2 separate regions of the Mus musculus genome follow, and region 2 is linked to region 1. Evidence: chromatin contacts called from public Hi-C data. All regions are on one chromosome and are shown on one strand. Each heading gives the region's core, a stretch centred on a gene start, on an enhancer-like site or on the middle of the called end of the contact. The rest is flanking DNA. Distances are from core to core; before and after follow the strand shown. Region 1 has its middle 98 kb from the start of Gm22805. Region 2 overlaps Gm32016 (a long non-coding RNA gene).

The links. A called contact is a pair of places that touch in the nucleus more often than the background predicts.
Region 2: a contact with region 1 is called in a Hi-C map of cortical neurons, with 2.6 times the contacts expected there. The contact joins two enhancer-like sites. A contact is called at or near these places in 15 of 484 Hi-C or Micro-C datasets (the AML12 cell line, the HL-1 cell line, bone marrow-derived macrophages and 4 more).

The regions. Positions count from the first base shown.
Region 1 is chr9:46,725,308-46,730,795 of GRCm38.p6, reverse strand. No RefSeq gene overlaps it. Among named protein-coding and RNA genes, the nearest start is that of Gm22805, 98 kb to the right of the region's middle. Within about 2 kb of position 2,160, at least 11 of the 459 cell types and tissues checked have an H3K27ac peak or open chromatin away from gene starts, as enhancers often do. A contact at or near this core is called in cortical neurons, where this site is marked.
Region 2 is chr9:47,941,102-47,946,874 of GRCm38.p6, reverse strand. Gm32016 (a long non-coding RNA gene) reads right to left here. Exons shown (of 3, transcript XR_379364.3): 2 at 479-668. Among named protein-coding and RNA genes, the nearest start is that of Gm32016, 4.6 kb to the right of the region's middle. Within about 2 kb of position 3,419, at least 26 of the 459 cell types and tissues checked have an H3K27ac peak or open chromatin away from gene starts, as enhancers often do. A contact at or near this core is called in cortical neurons, where this site is marked.

The DNA of each region.
Region 1 (5,488 bases), core at 911-3,410:
CTATAAGGACTAACCCCTAGAAACTAGTGTGCAGGGCAGAGAACATGTTTTACAGGAACCTAGGAGCTACCAATGTGGGGTTCCCTTCTGGTGTCCATGATGACTGTAGGGAGCCTTGGAAAATGAGAGACAGCCACTGTGACACAATTATGAGTATTGAAAGAGATGAGGCCAATGTTGGGATGACAAGAGCATTCAGTAGAACCATGTTGTGGCAAACAGCCATGTCAGAGTGGATGTTAGACTTCTCCCTTGAAAACCTCTCTCATGTATTTCCCCAATGTACCCTCAGGTAAGAAACCGGTTTTATGGTTAGTAGCACTGGGGTTAGTCACAACCCACTGCCAATCTTAGCTGAGCCTGTAATCTGCATGCATTTAAAAGCCATCTGTCTTGGAAAGAAAGGTGAAGAATTGTGGAAATAACATTGCAAAATGTCCTTATAAACTAAACAGTGGTTTTACATACTGGCTGAGCCTTGCCAGCACCATACCAGAACCTTTAGAAAATAGGTCATGACATTGAATGTAGAGCTTAAAGGTGAAGCCTTCCATGCATGCTGGTGAATGTGGCATTAACATGATGTGGGGAGGTTCTCCAGTGCCTGTACATGTGGGGCCCACAAGCTAACTCAGGTATCATCATTCTCTGCCTTATTTCTTGAGTTCACCGAGCCTGGAGCTTACCATTCCTGCTTGACTAACTAGCCAGTAAGCCCCTGGAATCGAGCTGTCTCTGTTTTCCTAGCTCGGGGGTTATAGGCACCGACCATCATATCTGGCTTCTATGCAGGAGCTGGGGATCTGAACTCGGGTCCTCATGCTTGTGCAGCAAGCTCTTTATCCACAGAGCCACCTCCTCGGCCCGGATTCTCATCACTCTTGTAGTGATGTTCTGTGGAGTCACTGTAGAGTGAATAAGCAGATATTGAACAGTATACTGTTCCTAGGAGAAATAAAGAGTTAGGTTCAGCGGAGCTCCGGCCATAGCATTTCCACTAACTGATCAATACACAACCATGTTTTATTGTGCTTCTGCTTAAAGACACCTTATTTTATACACACCATTAACATTGAGCTCCCGGCCAACAACACTATCATTCACGACCAAACCAAACTTCTCTAACCTACATATTTTCTCCACAAGGTAGAAATGTTCTTTATCATTGTGCTTAGGCTCATTTTAAATGGCAAAATCACCAAGCAGAAGCACAAACAGCAAGCTGGCATTGAATAGATCACAAAAATTACAGGCTGCTTTCTGTTTTTCAGTATGAGAGAAGAAACAAGGAGGCAGAGGGTCACCTTGCTCAAGTGCTTTGGGCAACTCAAATGTTGTGCTACTCTCTATGTGTCTGTAATAGACTAAAAATGTAAGGTACGTCGTGAGTTGAAGGCAGAACACTGGACAAATTGCAAATATAGAATCCAAGGACAGCAATCAACAGTACACAAAGACTATGGAGTACTATGCAGCAACAAAAAGGAATAAATTTGGATACACATGACAGCCTGGATAAACCCCAAAGGTGTTGCAATATGTGAAAGAGCTTTGGAATCTGGTACTATGGTGCCACTGGTATGGCATTCTTAAAAATATAAAGAGATAGCAAAGGGATGATGCAAGGAGTTCTGAGAGGTGACAAAACTATACCACATCCTTCTTGTAGTGGTGACAACCCAAGTATATACATGTGTTAAAAAAATCCATAAAGCTGTACCTCAAGGGGAAAGAGTTTGTTTTATTTTGTGCTGGTTTAAAAAAAATAAATGCATACTTTATGCTTACCATAAAGCAAATAGCCAATGGTAGAACATCTTATCCATGATTGGGTCTACTGCATGAAATAGGGTCTATGGGGGAAGTGACTAAAGTGACTTAGGCCCTTTGTATCTTCCTAGCAGACTTGTCACAGGAAAGGCAATTATCAGCTGTGTTTGATTTGTGGTCTCATATCCTATGCAAGTGGCTGAGACAGCTCACTAGTCTCCAAATAAGGGTGACCAGCACAGTCCGGAGGTGTGCCCATCACTCGCAATTCATTTATTCTTCTGTGATAGGACCCCACTCCTGCAGAGGCCCAGGGCATTGGTTTTATATCCACATGCAGAGATCCCCACTTAGAAGTTAGTGTTGCCCCTAGCAACCAGCTCTCTCTCCACACTGCTTTGAATGCAGACTGCCTGAGGAAGACTGCTCCTCAGAACTGATTGCTGAAAGACCTCCTATCACAATGTGAACAAAACATTTTTAAACAGAAAATTTAACAAGACTTTAAAACAAAGATCCAAAGTATTTTTATCACATCCTGACGACGTGTTTGCCGAGTGACTGGAGGGGCACTCTCTGTACTTTGCAAAAGAAGAAAGACAAAGATGGGGGCAGATCATAAAGCCCTTCCTGTTCTGAGACCTGAAGGGTAGAACCAGGAGGACATGATATCCTTAGGAAGCCCCCTCACTCAGCTCTAAGCCCATAGTAGGTACTGTTAACATGCATGAGGAAATCAAGACAAATACCCAAATGAAAGAAGGAGCTGTTTGAGAAAAACCAGTTTTCACATCATGGGTGTGAGAGGGTCTGCACCAAGTACCACAAATAACATTGAAGAGAGTAAGATGTAGCCCTTGACTTTAAGGCAGAAGAATAATAAATAACTGAATTAAACTGGTGCATTTGAGCAGCTACATTATACCTGTTGTTGTTTCTGAACTCTGCATCTCCTTTTCAGATCACCATCTCCAATTCTCAAGCATCACTGCACTGTCAGACAGGAAAATGTGAGGAGTATGCTGGGGGAGGGGGGGTGAATACATGCAAGGGTATTTGTCAACACTCCTTGGTTGCCAATGACATGTCCCAACTCATAGGAACATAAACAAAACAGCAAGTGCATTGGCTCACATAATTAGGAAAGCTGTGAGACCTAAAACGATAACAAAAGAACCTGCTTCCCCATGACACCTTGTCCTTCCATGCTTTCACAGTCTTAAGTCTGGCGCCAAGTGTGATGGCCACATTTAGTCCTTCCCTAGTTCTGGGACTCAGGTACCCATGCTAATGCAGCAAATTTAGAAAAAGAAAATCTTTCTAATTTTCTAAAGAAAATCTGTTCTAAGGAACAGAAAATGGGTTTGACTTTTTCAGGAGCCCTTCCAATTGCATAGATGTTCAACACAGAAGATGGAGAGGAAAGCAATGCTGGATTGCAGCCCCCAGTCCCCTGGGCCTCACAGGTGTCTGAAAAATGACAGTTTGGACTTCAAGCAAAGCTCAACTCTAGGCATCATCAAACTGTGGAACATCAGCACTGTAACACTGAGACCCAATAAAGGCAGATATGCTCAAGGTAGAATAGATTGAGGCTGCTGGGATGTTATCAGGACAGTGAATAAAGCTTAGGACACAAAAGTGAACCTGGTTTGAATCTTAGCTTACCTTCCTCAAGATACTAAGCTTTTCTAAGGTAACAACTCCTCAGCCATTAAATAGGATAATACCTGCCTCATAAGTGGGAGCAAAATCTAAACACAATTGTGTTCTTTAATTCCATATCTTTTTTCATCTTCAATAATCCTCTCTTCTAATTCTCAAGCATTGGGCTATCCATTCACTCATATTCCATCCCATATTTATTAAGCACTTGCTCTGAGAAATGTGCAACATGTTAAGAAATACTGTTTTTAATAAGATATAGCTCCTGGCCTTTTCAGGTATCCAAACCTTTGACATTGCAATATAACATTTTCATCTACAAATATGGTGGGCCACATTCACAGCTATTCTAGGATATACCTGCCCAAGTACTGAAACAAATAAGAGTAACAAAATAATTCTGAAACACAATGTATATGGAAGTCTATAAACCTACAAAGAATCTATCAAAATCTGTTAAGACTGTGGTTTTTGTTTTTATACCCATCACAATAGTCCCCCCTTATTTACTGTTTCACTCTTCATGGTTACACATAGTCAACTCTACTCCAAAACTATTAACTGAGAACTTCTAGAAATAAATGTTTTAAGTAGTGCACTGTTCTATGTAGCATGTTGAAATCTTAAGCAGTCATGATCCAGACCACTAGGATGTAAAGCACTTACTGCTTAGTTCACATACAAAGTAGAATTGTGGTCCATAAGATCAACAGTATGTGTGAATGAACCTCTCTTCAGGGAAATTGAGAAGGGAAAAAGAAGTTGTACTAATTTGGTTATTGCACCTCAGACTGCAAAAGTTATGAGCCCTATATGTGACAAACGCTTGCTGAATGTGAAAAAAAGGCTTGAAATTTGGCTAAGTAGACAGAACAGAAGCATAATGCATATAAGATTCTGTCTCTATCTGTTATTTCAAACACCAGTGAGGTCCAAAGTGTATTTTCTGCTTATAAGGGTAGACTGCTGCCTCTCACTAAATTTTTATAACAACTGGATAAGGTGTATTATAATTCTCACATAAAAAACTGACATGTTATATCAGGAGCATGGCTGAAATGACCATCGTTGGAGAAAGATAGGAATACATTCTACTTTCTATGTTGTTAGAGCCTTGTATACCATAAAGAGCATCTTGATGAAGGATTAGTGGGATGCCTGTCTTGGTGTTATTTTCTTTCCTCATTTCTCTTTCTCTCTTTCTTTCTTTCTTTCTTTCTTTCTTTCTTTCTTTCTTTCTTTCTTTCTTTCCTTCTTTCTCTCTCTCTCTCTCTCTCTCTCTCTCTCTCTCTCTCTCTCTGTCTCTCTCTCTGTCTCTCTCTCTTCTTATCTTTTCTTTCTATTTTGTTGTTGTTGTTGTTGTTGTTTTATTTTGGGGATTTTGTTTTGTTTGTTTGTTTTTCAAGAAAGAGTATCAGAGTATCTCTGTGCAGCTCTGGCTGTCCTGGAACTTGATCTATAGACCAAGCTGGCCTTGAACTCAGAGATCCACCTGCCTGTGCCTCGAGAGTGCTAGGATTAAAGGAGTGCACTACCACCACCCAACCTTGATGTTATTTTCATGTGTTCACAATGACCAACAAAGAAATTGCAACCACAGGTTGAGAACACAGAAGAGGTAGAGAAGGCACTTACTAATTACCATTTCTCCTTCACTGTGACAAAATACAAGAACAGTTTTTAAAAAGAAGGCTTCATTTTGGCTCAAGGTTTAAGAAAGGGTACAATCCATCCTAGTAGGAAGGGATGGATGTGGGAGAATGAGGCTGCTGATCATACTTTATCAATTGGGAAGAATAGAGAAAGACATGCTGGTGCCTAACTTGCTTTCTCCCTTTTATTTAGGGATGGTATTATCTGAATTCTGGGTCCTTCCTCCTCAATTCAACCTCTCTAGAAACATTGTCACAAATACATCCAGAGGTGTATCTTCCAGGTGATTCAAAGTCCCATCCAGCTGACAATGGTTAACTATCACAGAAGTGAAGCATGTGACATAAATTACAGAAGCATGAACATGGCAAGAGTCAGGGCATGAATTCAGGCTGCTTGA
Region 2 (5,773 bases), core at 2,170-4,669, 1.2 Mb before region 1:
ATATACTTAATCATGTTCCGTTTCCAGCTGACACAACTCAACACTGTATGACACAGCACCACTTAATAAGACTCACTCTCAACTTCAGAAGAGGGATGATGAAGCTGGGGGGAGGGAGAGTGAGAGGAGGGGAATAGCTGAGCCGAGAGGATGAAAATGATAGGGCTTTATTTTAAAACAGAAAGTCTGTTGTCAGTTTAGATTATAGGCTAAGCAACCGGGACAGGTCCTTGGAGGTTAGAGACATCGCCCAAGCACAGCAGACTCTTCGGTACAGAGGCACTGAGCTGGAAGAAGCCAAGGCCTTGCTTGAGGAAATGGGGTAGCTGTGCATATCAGGTCAAAATAACATTTATCGTAGCTTCTGGGGAGTGATGGAAGCCAGTAAAAGCAGTTGTTCCTGACCTGGACGGCTGCCCAATCTTACCTCTCTAAACAAACAGTATTTCCCCTGAAAGCAGGGAGCGTGACCTCTTACCTTTGTAAGCTTTGTAAGCACCACGTTGCCGCTCTGCCAGAGACATCTCTTCCACCCAAGGGTTTGCCATCATCCCCAATGAGAATGAGAATGCATAGAGACATGGAGTGTGTTGGAGCCTTAGGAATCAAGGAATTTGGTTTTCTTTTTTTCATCCATTGGAAAATCGGGCCCATGAAGTTAAGGAAAACTGTAGATAGTGAGACCACTCTTAACGGTTTATTCAGATCCCAAACCCAGGACAGGACTTCTTAGCCTTCATCTGTTGCTCCTTCAGTAACACCTTGTTGCCTCTCAGATTGTGTCTTAACGTAACTTCAGAGGCATCTGTCCACCCACCCATCCATCCACCCACTCATCACTAGTCCACCCACTCACCTATCCACTCCCCATCCATCCACATATCTACCATCCACCGAAGCTACCCACGTATCATCCATCTGTTTTGCTCAGCCCCTTATCTGTTCAACCATCCTTGCTTCCAACTTCCCTCTGTCAGCCTCATGCCATCTCCATTGTTTCTTTCCTTTCTTATTCAAAATACTAGGCTCTGTGGAGGAGTGGCTAACAAAGCTTGGGGTTTGATGAAGAATTTGAGAAAATATCAGAGAGAGGGAGAGAGAGAATTTGAATATTTTAATAAAGGACACTGGCAAGTCACATGGTAAAGAGTATTCTAGGCAAAAAGCACAAAGACCTTCCAAACATGCTCTTGTCTGGTGGATTCGGGTACACTACAATATTTTGGTTGATTTTGATTTGATTTTGTAGTTCTCAGAATCAAACCCAGAGTCTTGTATACGATAGGCCACAAATAAGTGGTCTAGCCTGAGCTCTGTCCTCTGATCATGCTGCCCATGCTGTTTGAGTTCATCTGTACCCAAGAAGGTCCTTTAAAGTGTTCTCTCACTAGGGACTGTTATCTCATGACTGTCAAGTGTCATTGGTCTTGGAAATAAGTTAATTGCTGGACACCATCTGTGGCCCAAGAGTTAGATCACACCTACCTGCCGTTTATTCATGGAATAACCTCTTCTGGTGAAGTCTTGGCTCTTATGATCACTATAACCTGGACTTTATAGGAGTTATCTAGATTGATGTCTGTCTGCCCTTCTCTGTAGATAGGAATAAGCCTGTACAGACAGAGCAGAGCCTCTTCATCATCAATGGGAGTACAACAGGGGGAAGACTTGTATAGAGATTGCAGGTAGACATGGGACCCAGTGAAGAAGACAGACACATGAGGGCACAGAAAGGGGTGTCTGCATGTGACAGAAGTGGTCAAGGCATGGGTGGAGAGCTTTGCTTCTTTTCAAAGTGAGCAAAGAGACCCTACATATCAGATACCTAGGTATCCCCACCACCCTCTGAGCTGTCTCATCTACCCTAACTTCTATGCATGTTTTCAACGTGTGTTTACAAATGAGAAGTTATTTGCCAGTTGCTTTCACACCACTCTCAGAGGAGAAGTAAAAATAACATCTCTCTCGAGCAGTGGTTCCCAACCTTCCCAATGCTGTAGCCCTTTAATACAGCTCCTCATGTTGTGGTGACCCCAACCATTAAATTATTTCTGTTGTTACTTTGTAACTTCATAATTTTACTAGTATTATGAATCACAATGTAAAGATCTGTGTTTTCTGGTCTTAGGTGACCCCTGTGAAAGGGTCATTTGACCCCAAAGGAGTCACAACCCACATGTTGAGAACCACTGCCCTAGATCATTTTGGACCTCTATTCCCACTTCATGGGACTTGAGGCACATTTCCCACATCCCTAAGGAGCACTTGTCTGGAGAGCTTTGTTTCCCATTCTAACCTTGAAACCTGACTTGGTTGCTTTCTTTGTAAGTTTGGAGAAAGGGGGTTTATGTTGGTTTCCAGTCCATCCTGCATGGCTGCAGGTGTGTAAGGCAGGCATAATAGTCAAGGACCTGACTTACCACCTTTGCATTCATACACAGGAAGCAGAGAGACAGGAGGAGGGTGGGTGGGTGGTCAGGCTATAAAACCTCAAAGTCCACCCCCAGTGACATACTTCCTCCAGCAAGGCTCCACCTCTTCAAGGTTCCATAACCTTCCCAAAGAACATCACTAACCCTGAACTGAGAGCTCAGATACATGGACCTATAGGGGGACAGTCCTCATCAAGCCATCACCACTCCATGTGACCACCACTCAATTCTGCATAGAATCATCAACTCAATCCAGACTCCCCCAAGCCTTCCTCCACTCAATGCTTTACCCTAATTCCCCAAGATAGAGTGCTCCTACACTGAGTATGGTAGTCCTCCTTGTTCAGTGGTCACTGAAAACACCTCTCTGGTATCTCACATCTGTGTGGTGAGTTCCCTGAATGGATTAGGGCTCCTGGATCACCCTCTTCCCAATTCATTATCCAGCAGCTACCTGAATCCAGAGTTAGACCTGTACTTGGCAGCCATTGCTGCTGTTCAGAGCCCCTCTTCATCAAAACACCATGCCTTCTCCCTGCTTGACCAAGGTCTGCTCTCCAGGCCTCACACCCAGCACCCTTCCCCTGCTCTTGACACAAAGAGGAGACAGGTTTCTCTGCTCAAGAGGCTGGAAACCATGGTGATGGCCATGACTAAAGCACAGAGAAAGAGAGGGCTGCTAGAGACAGAGAGGAAGGGACTTTGATTGCATGGTAACGCATCAATTCCTTCCGTCTCAGAGCAGCTTCAAAGTGGAGAGGGTACAGTCTATCGCCACCCTCATCAGAAGACATCGCTGTGGAAAAACCCCGTGCCCTTGTGCATATTGAAACAAGGAGTTCACGGATCTGTTTTTCTGCCCTAAATGACTGGGTTGGAAACTAGGTTTGTCAAATGTTTGTAGAAGGTCGCAGGGTCCTGGAGGCTCCTGTGGTGCAACAACTGAAGCAGGGCCCGTCTAGTTAGTTCTAGATTCACATACGCTCCATTACCAGCTGTGTGACTGGGCTAGCTACTTAGTTCCTCATCTCGGAGTTGGTGACAGAGTTGGAGACAGAGTTGAAGACAATGCCTGAGAGACAGCTCCTCCAGTGCCTAGCAGACAGTGAGCACTCAGCAAAGGGTGCTACTTACAATGCCAGGTACTGTGCCAGAGCCCAGAGAAGTAGGCTGCCCACTTTCCATTGTTGGTGAGCTCAGGAGGGGTCATGCATGCAGAGAGCTGGGGGCGTTGGGAGTGAAAGAGGAAGCCAAGGCTGATGGAGGAGGGAGGATGAATCTCCCCATCTCACTCTTCTCTCCCTAACAGGAACAGCAGCAATCAGCTTCTCCCCTCCCCTAACTTGTTTCCATGGTTCCCACCCGGGCTGCCTCAAAAATCTGTCACACTTTTAGCATAATGTGTAGTGAGCACCACGAAAAAAGCTTGTGTCACCGGCAGAGGCCAGGCCAGGCCCTTCCTCCCGTTCCCTGGGGAGGCTCTGGCCCCGAGGTCAGGCTGGGCACCTGCAGCCTGAATCTCCTTTGAGTTCCCTGCTCTGTCCAAATTACCTGTGCTTGCCAGGTCTCCCTCACAGGTGGACCCATTAATGGTGTTGCATGCACAGCCTGTCAGCTCCCTAATTACACCTTTCAGTGGCGAGCTGCCTGGTCCATTTCCATGCTTTCTGTTGGGTATCTTGATCCTTGCCGTTGTCAGGATAAGTTGCGCTGTGGCCTGGCTGTCAGAACAGAGACGATGGCTCTTGTTTTAGCTGGTCTTTTATTTGTCTTATGGTCAACCAGCCTCTTTTAAGAAGAAGAAGAAGAAAGGTAGAAAGAACGTAGAGCTGACTGTAGAATTGAAAGCTCATTTTCATCATCTATTTGCTGAGCATTTCTGAACAAATCATTTAACCTCTCTGGGTCTACAGCAGCGGGGTGACGTTAAGAGGTACCCCACATAAGAGATCATATATAAGTCAGTCTTTGGTGTAGCTGTGAAGGGGAGTTTGCTATTCTTCCTCAATCCTGAATAGGGGACGTGGATTTGGACCTTGGTATATGCAGTTAGCCTACTGGGTGACTTTGAGCAAGTCACTTAGCCCCTCTGATCCTGTTTTCCTGAGCACATGGGAATTAAGAAAAGCAATATACATGTTATCTTCTAGGATTGCTGTGGGACCAACTCATGTCAAAGACACAATCAACTTGAAAATCACTAAGAGCTGCATACCAGTAAGGTGGCGGTGAGACATAAAAGAAGATTTCAAGAGGCTGGGGCGGAGTGGGTTAGAGCACTGGCTGCTCTTAAAGAGGACCCAAGTTCAATTCCCAGCACCTACACAGAAGCTCACAACCATGTAGCTCTAGTGCCCTCGTCTGGCCTCCACAAGCCTGTGGTGCGCATGCATATGTGCAAGCAGATGTTCGTGCACATGAAGGGAAAATAAATAAATAAATATTTAAAAACAAAAACAAAACCAAGAGGAAAGTGCATTTACAAAGCAAGCTTGAGGAGCTGAGTTCGTATTCCCAGGCCTTACTCTAGAAATCTGTGTGTGGGTGGGTTCACGTGTCCATGTAACCCCAGTGCTGTGGGGGACAGAGACAGGAGGATAGCTGGGATGCTCTGGATGCCAGCATAGCTCTAAGATCAGTAAGAGACTCTGTCTCAAGGAAATAAATCTGTCAGCCACTGAACAGGACAGCTGATGTTGTCTTTGGCCTCTCCATGTGTACCTGCACTCCTCCCCCTCTCCCTCTCCCTCTCCCTCTCCCTCTCCCTCTCCCTCTCCCTCTCCCTCTCCCTCTCCCTCTCCCTCTCCCTCTCCCTCTCCCTCTCCCTCTCCCTCTCTCTCTCCCTCTCCCACCTCTCCCCCTGCTCCTGCCCCTCCCTCTCCCTGTCCCCACTCCCTGTCCCTTTCCCCTCCCTGTCCTCTCTCTCTCTCTCTCTCTCTCTCTCTCTCTCTCTCTCTCTCTCTCTCTCTCTCTCTCTCTCACACACACACACACACACACACACACACACAGACACAGCATTTATAGCAAGCTTGAAGATAAGAATGGGAGACCTGTGGGCTCTAGCTGTTGCCTGGCCCTGCTTTCTCAGGCCTCCATCACAGTGAGAAAGATGAAATGCCAAGAGACAGGAAAGATGTGAGTCCAAAGCACATCTCCAAGGGCAGTGCGGAGCTCACAAGTACAACAGAAAGGCTCCTTGACTACCTGCTAGGATCCAGCACTTCACATCGGACCCCACACCTCAACAGCTCCTCCGGTCCCTCAATCCCACCCTTTCTAAGAAAGCATTATTAACATTCATGTTCAACAGTGGAGGAACATTTGAGATTGACAACCCA